Linked DNA regions of Mus musculus: all the other regions are linked to region 2. The links are chromatin contacts, called in public promoter capture Hi-C maps. All regions are on one chromosome and are shown on one strand. Each heading gives the region's core, a stretch centred on a gene start, on an enhancer-like site or on the middle of the called end of the contact. The rest is flanking DNA. Distances are from core to core; before and after follow the strand shown.

Region 1 (2,700 bases), core at 191-2,690, 2.3 Mb before region 2:
CCTTTCACGACTTCTTTCATGGTAACTGTTGCAAGGTTTTCCTAGACCTAAATCATCAAAATCTCAGACTTCTTAGGTCAATTATTTCAGGCAATGGGGAATTCATCTCTAGGTGAAGTGCCGTGTCAGAAAGGAACAAGGAGAGATGGAGGACGTTGAGATGGAAGCCTGCCTCTTGAGAGGAGCGGTGGGTGGCTCAGACGGCAGCCTAGGGAGGTACCTGGCAGTCTGCAACACTGGGGTATTTGGTGCTGTGTCTCATGATGCTTCCCTTGGTTCACAGACTACATCCTCATCTATTCTCTGAGCTCAGATTGTCCCAGCTCCCAATCTCAACCACAGTAGACACCACCTCCATCTCCTAACTAGCCTGCCTCTGCTTCCCTGACTCCTGCTTCCTTCCTGTAGGTAGCTGGGGCTCTGCCTGCTTCTCAGTCGCACCATCTGACCATAGTCATTCGGACTCCCCATCCTGGGTCTCTCCACGCAGTGTGTGGGGTCGTTTTGTGTCAACTTGACACAGGCTAAAGTCATCTGAGAGGAGGGAATCTCTACTGAGAAAACGTCTCCATAAGACCAGGCTGTAGACAGGACTGTAGAGCATTTTCTTAATAAATGATTGATGGGGGAGAGCCAAGCTCATTGTGGGTGGAGCCATCTCTGGGCTGGTGGTCCTGGGTTCTATAAGAAAGCAGGCTGAGCAAGCCATGAGAAGCAAGCCAGTAAGTGGTGCCTCTCCATAGCCTCTGCATCAACTCCTTTCTTGGGGTTCTTGCCCTGTTTGAGTTCCTATCCTGACTTCTTTGATGATGAACAGTGATATGGAAGTATAAGCCACATAAACCCTTTCCTCGGGGTCAGGATGTTTCATCACAGCAATAGAAACCCTAACAAAGACAAGCAATGAAAGAGACTCTTAGGAAAGGCAACACCGATCTTGACTCTTGACTCTGAATACTTAACGATCTTGACGCTGACCATATAGAGAAACAGGTGATAGCAGATACCACTGAACGACATCATGTGAGAAAGAAATGACGATTAATTTCTTCAGGGCTGGGTTGAGTGTACAGTTGTAAAATGCAGAAATGGCTTTCTGGTTGAAATGCAAAGTGCATACTCCCTTGAATGGGCAGCACGGTTGGAAGAGTCATAGCATGAACTTGGGGGTCTCATTACCATCCTCGGATGCTTGGCTCTATCAATACCTAGCTGCTGACCTGGACTTAGCCTCTCTGTACTTCAGTATCTTCCCTTCCCCAAATGCAGATGAAGATGCCTGTCTGATGCACCTCTGATGCGTATAAAAGTCCCCTAAGACAGGTGAAGTGCCTAGCATATGGTAAACGCTATTAATAGTAAGGGTAGCTGAGGATTGTTCTCTAGCGCGTAGAAAAGAGTAGGGCAGGCCGTCTGCAATTCATGAATTCTGTCTGGGAAGAGCGAGCAGTGTATATAGACCCTGTCTGGAAAGGCTTGCAACAAGGCTTTGCCATTGGTCTACAGGGCAGCAGCCCTGGCGTGCACGCGAGGCGGGGCTGCGGGCCTGCGCGGGGCTGTAAACAGGGGCGGGCTGTGTCGCTGCGGTGTGGCGGCTCCCACCGCTGCGTGACACGGTGTCCCTGGGTGTCACCAGCGCGCACACCGAGAGGAACCTGCTTCGATGTGCGTGTCATGGCGTAAAAATAGCTGCCATCCACCTGCGCGCCGGGGCGGCGGCGCAGCGGCGGGGGCCGCGAAAGAGCCATGGGCACCGGACTGCGGGAGCCCGCAGGCCACCTCGGGATCTGAGACCCTTGCGACCAGGAGGTAGAGACATGTGGGGTGCGGGGACAAGAGTCGGGGCCGGGCAGGTTCACAGGAGCATCGCCGCACGTCTCGCTGTGCCCTGCTTCCCCGCTGCGCCAGGCTGTCTGGGTTGGCACAAGGCTAAGGCGACAGCCACGAACCTGTTACTACCGCGACAGCAGACGGAGGGAGGGGGGCAGCGGCCAGGGCCTCTGGTGGCGGGTTAATGGGATTGGAAAAGGCCCAGGGGTGTATTCCAGCCTGAACTTGAATCCTCTACACCAGGAGGAATAGTCCAGAGGACAGCGGCTACCTGCTTCTTCTCTCCTGCCAGTCTCCGTGCCTTTCACCAGCACTTAGGCAGCAGAATCTATTCTGAGAGAGGTTATTGGAGGGAAAGGATGGGTCTTTGAGCCCCAGGAGTAGAGGTAGGTGCTGAGGGGTGGTTGTGGTGGTGGTGGTGGTGGTGTCGATTGTAGTACTGGATTTTTGGGCTTCTTCTAAACAAACCATTGAAAACCTATCTGTCCCTGAACTCCTGAGTAGAGACTCATCCTTTATTAGCTATGACCCCACTGCCCCTGTTTGTGGTGTGTTCTGAAAGACTGACCCTTAGAGAAGAGAAAGCTAGGCCAGCTGGGAGCGTGTGGTGGGATCACTGTGAGGCCATGGGTCAAGATGGCTTCTTATTGCTGGACATTCAGTTGAGGCCCCTAAGGCTGATGGAAGCACAGGAAATTGGAGGGGATGGGGGAGATGCTGCAGGTTAGCCCACCTAACATGCCAGACCATAGCGGGAAGTGACCATGGATGGAGATCTTCCACAGTTGTCTCTCTGCCCAAATGTCCTAGGGCAAGCCTCAAAGGCAGTCTCTTCCAGCTGTGAGGCTCAGAGTAGGAGCCCATCTTCCC
Region 2 (2,700 bases), core at 162-2,661:
TAAAATTATTAAACTGGCAAATTATAGTGTGTGTGTGTGTGTGTGTGTGTGTGTGTGTGTGTGTGTGTGTTTCCCTGAAAACTCGACCAGAGCTTCCCAACACTTCAGGATGACACACCAGATTCCTAACATAGTCATGAATCCTGCATAATCTCTCTGATCTCTAAGAGCAGGCCCCTTTTCTCTACCCTAAAGGCCTTTCTAGGTTACTCTTACTCCAAGCAGCCTCCTTCAGGCTTGCACTTTCTTTCCTGTCCCATAGACACTTCCTTCACAGTGAGGACCTATTGGGAATTGTACCTCCCAACACCCACTGGCCCTCACCCGTCTTTCTTTCATTTTCACTTTGTCAATACTGCACTTGGCATTTTGTGTATCTCTTTCCGCTAAATTGTGAGCTCAAAAATGGGTAAATTTTCTGTTTCATTCATTTTGTTATCTCAGCAGCGCTCAACAATTATATGCTGAATTAGCAGAGCTGGGATGCCATTCAATTGAAGAGCGCTGTATCAAGCAGGTGAGTGGTCCCAGTCTGGGGTTCCATCCTCAAAGCAAGAGGAGACACAGGGGACAACTAGTATACAACGACATCGAGTACCAAACTGCCCTATACGCCGCAGGCTTTGCATACAATCTCTAATAAAAGATCAAGAGGGCATGACAGGGTAGGCCGTACTCTCTTGAGTTCGAGGACAGCCTGGGCTAAAAGTGTGAGGGGCTACAGAAGAGAAGCCGGGTCTCAATAAAACCAAAGGGAAAAATAAGGCTGAAATTTGTTATTTGGGGACTCTGGATTAGCATCCTAAAGAGTTTTTTGCTCTCCAGGTTTTTACATATCAGGTCTATGGGAGAACGAGTCATATTCAACAAGACCAAATGCTCATTAGTACAATGACTTAACCTTAAGAGGTCCAAAACAATTTGCTCAGTAGTGGAAAGTCGGTTGCCTCCCCGGACTCAGTTACCTCTGCCTCCGAAGCGCTATAAACAGCAGCTGGGGCGGAAGAGGCGGGAAAGCCCACTGACGGGACCAGAGGAGGCCTGTGGCTCCGAGGCCCCTTTCCAGGGGATCTGAAGGAGAAAGGAGGCAAGGCTCCCTTTCCAAGAATCTCCCCAACACAACCCCAAGAGAAAGCCTCGTGGGAGAGAGAAACAAGCGTCCGAGATGCGTAGATATAGCCCAGGGTACGCAAAGGGGAGAGGCAAAAGCGGGGAAGGCACGTTACCCTGAGAAGAGCCAGATCTAAGGGTCTTCTCCTCCAGCAGGATGATTTATGGAGGACTGAGAACCAAAGCCCAGGACCCAGGCATCGAGAGAGGCCTCACATTTACTAACTTTATACCAACGGGCGCCTCGGTGCACTTCTGGTCTGGCGACTGCCCTTCCCTGCACTCCGCCCGCGGCCCCGCCCAACCTCTCCCAGCCGCGCCGCCCTCCCACCCACCGCAGCCACCCCGCGCAGCACGCATGCTCAGAGCTGACGGCCGCTGGGCACGCTGGGAAATGTAGTCTCAACGCAGGTGCGGGTGAGTCGCGGGAAATCACAACCCTCCCGCCACCTCTCCTGCCGGCTCTCTCGCACGCCGGGTCCCCGCGCGCTGTCTGCCGTCAGGGCGCGCCCGGAGGCAGAGCCCGAGTCCCCCGTCTTTCCGCTAGCGCGGCTGGGGAGGCGGGGTCCCAAGCCCGGCCCCTCAGGCAGCTCCCCGCCTCCCTCCCGCCCTCCCCGCGGCGTCGGGCCGGTGCCCGAATCCAGGCAGCGGCCGCAGGAGGCGCGGCGGCGGCGGTGGGCGCCGCAGGCGATGCCCCTGCCCCGCTGCTCCGGCGGGGGGCAGAGCGCGCGGCGGCGGCGGCGGCGGCGGGGAAGGAGGCGGGGGGCGGCGGCGGAGGGGCCGAGAGCTGGCGGCGGCGGCGGCGGTGGTCGTGAAGGGCATCGGTGACGGAGATGATGTGAGTGTCGGCTGGCTGGGACCCCCGGGGCTGCCGAGCCGGAGCTGGGCGGCTGGCAGCGTACGGGAATCGGAGCGGGAGGCCTGGGGCGGCAGAGGGGATGCTGTGTGCGCGGTGCGGAGCCGGCCGAGGCCGGAGCGCGAGAGCCGGGCCAGAGTAGGGGTTCCGGGCGGCGGCAGCGGGGGCAGTGCGGACCCAGGGGCGTCTGCGATTGTTCTCAACACCCCTCCCCCATCCCACCCCGTGTGTCTGTTTGTCACTTGCAGCTGAAGATGGAAAGAGCCAGGCGAAGGGGAGGCGGCGGCAGCGGCGGCGGCCGTGGCCGCGGAGGCAAGAATGTAGGGGGCCCTGGCCTAAGCAAGAGTAGACTCTATCCCCAGGCCCAGCATTCTCACTACCCCCACTACTCCGCGTCAGCCACCCCTAATCAGTCTGGGGGCACATCCGAAATCCAGGAGCTAGCCTCCAAACGTGTGGACATCCAGAAAAAGAGGTTTTACCTAGACGTGAAGCAGAGCTCCCGGGGCCGCTTCCTAAAGATAGCCGAAGTCTGGATAGGGAGAGGCCGGCAGGACAATATCAGAAAGAGTAAACTGACCCTCTCCCTGTCGGTAGCAGCAGAGCTGAAGGACTGTCTAGGCGACTTCATCGAGCACTATGCCCATCTGGGCCTGAAAGGCCACAGACAGGAGCATGGCCAGAGCAAAGAGCAAGTCTCCAGGAGGCGGCAGAAGCACTCTGCACCCTCCCCA
Region 3 (2,700 bases), core at 98-2,597, 2.1 Mb after region 2:
CCAGAGAGGGCAGATGGAAGCGTCTTCAGCCTTCCAAAGTACCTACCAACAAAGGGAATAATCTGGAAAGATCCAGAGAAGCATGCTCCGGACAAGAGGAGCACAAGATCCTTACGTTACAAAACACTCCACGATAAAAGAACACAAGGAAGCCAGAGTGGACGAAGATGTGTATATGAACTGAGCAGAGGGGCAAACTGAAGAAGGCACGGAATGCGCAGCGCAACCTCGGCACAGACTGTCAAAAGGAAACTCTAGAGGCCTGATAGACAGCTTAACCATGAAGAACAAACTCTGCTCTTCCCCAAGACCCATACCTCCTTTCCTGGTCTTCAGAGGCACCTGCGCACACACACACATTTTAAAAAATAATATTTAAAAGGCTATTCTGGCTACTACACGAAGGTGTAAATGGAAAGAATAAAGGCATTGGGACGCCTCTATGGAATACCCACCTTCTGACATTTTGGTTTTTGAGCCTAGCCTTTCACACCCAAGCCATCTATCTCTCTACCCTGCCAATGAATGAATAACCTGGGTGTCAGTACTCAACTCCTCTTACGAAAAAGCGACAGAATTTAGCATCTCGCTCACAACCCGCGGCGCTAGCCAACACTAATTCATCAAGATGAAAAACAGAAGTCCGGGGATCATCTCCTGATCTTGCCCATGCCGTGAGGAAGTAGCAAATCACTTAGAAAGCCGGTCGTGGCAGGGTTCTGGGCGAGACAGTAGGGGACGGGGAAAGACCGGGGGAGGGTCCTCTCGGGAACAGATGCACCTCGGGGTGCAGAGGGCAGTGGGCCGTCTGGGGCTGGGAAGACACGGGCTGTCCGAGCACCCCGAAAGGCTTGCCGCCGCATCTGGCGGGGAGGGTGGGCGCTGGAGAGAACCCAGCCAATCAGCGCCACGGGGCTGATGGAACGGCAGTGCGCCCGCGCGCGCCGAATGTTTACGCGGAATTCTCACTCGGAACTTCCCGCCTGACCTCCTCCCTCTCGAGGCCGACGATGCTCGCCCCGACTAGGACGGAGCAGGGGAGCGAGCGAGGCCGCCCCGCACGCGCGCGCGAGCTCCCGACCTCACCTCCACGCTCAGCGGCCGGGACTCCTCACACTCCGGCCGCGGCGTCTTCTGCTGCGCCGCGTCGCCGCCACGCTCCCGGCCCCGCTCGTCCTCCATGCCGCCTCTCGCGGGCCGCGAGACGGCCGCGGACGCTCACTGTCGGTCCACCGAGACCCGCGGGAAGCCGCCTCGCTCTCTCCCTTGAAAAACTACCGCGCTTCACGTTCCCGCGGCGGCCGCCACACAAACTCCGCCGGACGCCTCCTACTTCCGGGAGCGTGTGGCGTTGTCACGCCGCGCAGGCGCAGTGGGCGGGTCCCCTCCTTTTTCTCCCCGCGCGCGCGCGGTAGGACGGCGGCGGGAGAGAGCCCGGGAGGCGAGCGATTTGGGGAAGTGGGCGTGGGTAGCCCGCAGGTTCGAAAATGGTGCTGCGCCGGTTGCCTGGGATGCGCGCGTGAAGCTGCCCTAATTAGTGTTTGCTGCAAGTTCTAAGGTCTTTCCTCCCAGTAACTCAAAATCTATTTACTTTTTTTCCCCCACTGTAGCAGAAGCTGCTTTGACAACGACCAGTGTAGTCTATGTATGCCCTTCTGCAGATGCGTTCCTAGGGTCTAGATTCCACAACGCTGAAATCTACAGGATTGCATCCTTTCCAATGCTGTTTGGCATTTGGGGACGTTTTTAAAAATCATTTTCATTCGTCTCCACCCCCCCCCCTTGTGTTTATGGGTGTTTTACCTGCGAGCATGTCTGCACCGCGTGTGTGCAGTACCCCAGGGAGGCTGAAGAGAGCGTTGTCCCTGGGATTGGAGTTAGAACCCAACATGGGAGTTGCCATGTGGGTGTTTTTGAGAGGCGAAGGAAGAAACTACCATTCCAACTTAAGTGTCTGGGCAAGATGAACTTTACTCTTTATCAAGCGGGTATGCTCGAAGAGTGAATACATACAAGTCAGGAAGTGTGTTTGGTGATTATTTTAACTTAGGGTGTGGCCTGTGTGTGTCTCTTCCTCCTGATTTGAGGTCCCGTTGTTTCACAGCCTGATTTGATTGGCTAGTCTGAAAAGAATTGGTGCACAGGAAGTGGAGGATGGGGAAAGGGGCCATTGGAATAAAGGAGCAGTTCTTTGAGTAAACAGTAGTTTTTCTGGATCTGAAGGATCGAAACATTTTCATTAAAAGTCTCACAAGGTGGAGGAAGATAAAAAGATTTCAATTCTTTGTCTTAAACCCAAGTTTTATAGTATCCATAGAAAAGACTTGTGGTGGTTTAAATATGCTTGGCCCAGGGAGTGGCACTATTAGTAGATGTGGCCTTGTTGGAGGAAGTCTGTCACTGTGGGCATGAGCTTTAAGACCCTCATTCATGCTGGCTGCCTGAAAGTCAGTCTTCTCCTGTTTGCATTTGGAGCAAGATGTTGAACTCTCAGCTTCTCCTGTACCATGCCTGCCTGGATGGTGCCATGCTCCCACTTTGATGATAATGGACTGAACCTCTGAACCTATAAGCCAGCCCCAATTAAACGCTATCCTTCTAAGAGTTGCCTTGGTCATGGTTAAACACTTGTCATAAGACAAGACTCTTACTTGGTATTTCTCACACACTGGCGATTGAACCGGGGTCTCTAAAAAGGCA

The links. Promoter capture Hi-C pulls out the DNA fragments that hold promoters and counts their contacts. Capture Hi-C pulls out chosen DNA fragments and counts their contacts.
Region 1: a contact with region 2 is called in a promoter capture Hi-C map of embryonic stem cells, with 3 times the contacts expected there. The contact joins the promoter of Dusp26 here to the promoter of Wrn in region 2. A contact is called at or near these places in 4 of 39 promoter capture datasets (the C10 cell line, embryonic stem cells, hippocampal neurons and 1 more) and 2 of 115 datasets of contacts at active chromatin or transcription factors (astrocytes and large pre-B cells).
Region 3: a contact with region 2 is called in a promoter capture Hi-C map of liver, with 4 times the contacts expected there. The contact joins the promoter of Eri1 here to the promoter of Wrn in region 2. A contact is called at or near these places in 2 of 39 promoter capture datasets (the C10 cell line and pre-B cells) and 1 of 9 other capture datasets (liver).

What each region holds. Positions count from the first base shown.
Region 1 is chr8:31,088,087-31,090,786 of GRCm38.p6, forward strand. It overlaps Dusp26 (dual specificity phosphatase 26 (putative)), which reads left to right and starts at 1,441. Exons shown (of 5, transcript NM_025869.4): 1 at 1,441-1,809; 2 at 2,074-2,216.
Region 2 is chr8:33,384,116-33,386,815 of GRCm38.p6, forward strand. It overlaps Wrn (Werner syndrome RecQ like helicase), which reads right to left and starts at 1,412. Exons shown (of 34, transcript NM_011721.4): 1 at 1,227-1,412. It overlaps Purg (purine-rich element binding protein G), which reads left to right and starts at 1,727. Exons shown (of 2, transcript NM_001382855.1): 1 at 1,727-1,948; 2 at 2,215-2,700. The coding sequence starts at 2,221.
Region 3 is chr8:35,494,186-35,496,885 of GRCm38.p6, forward strand. Eri1 (exoribonuclease 1) reads right to left here and starts at 1,348. Exons shown (of 7, transcript NM_026067.3): 1 at 1,087-1,348. The coding sequence starts at 1,182. It overlaps Gm51568 (a long non-coding RNA gene), which reads left to right and starts at 1,341. Exons shown (of 2, transcript XR_003947532.1): 1 at 1,341-2,700.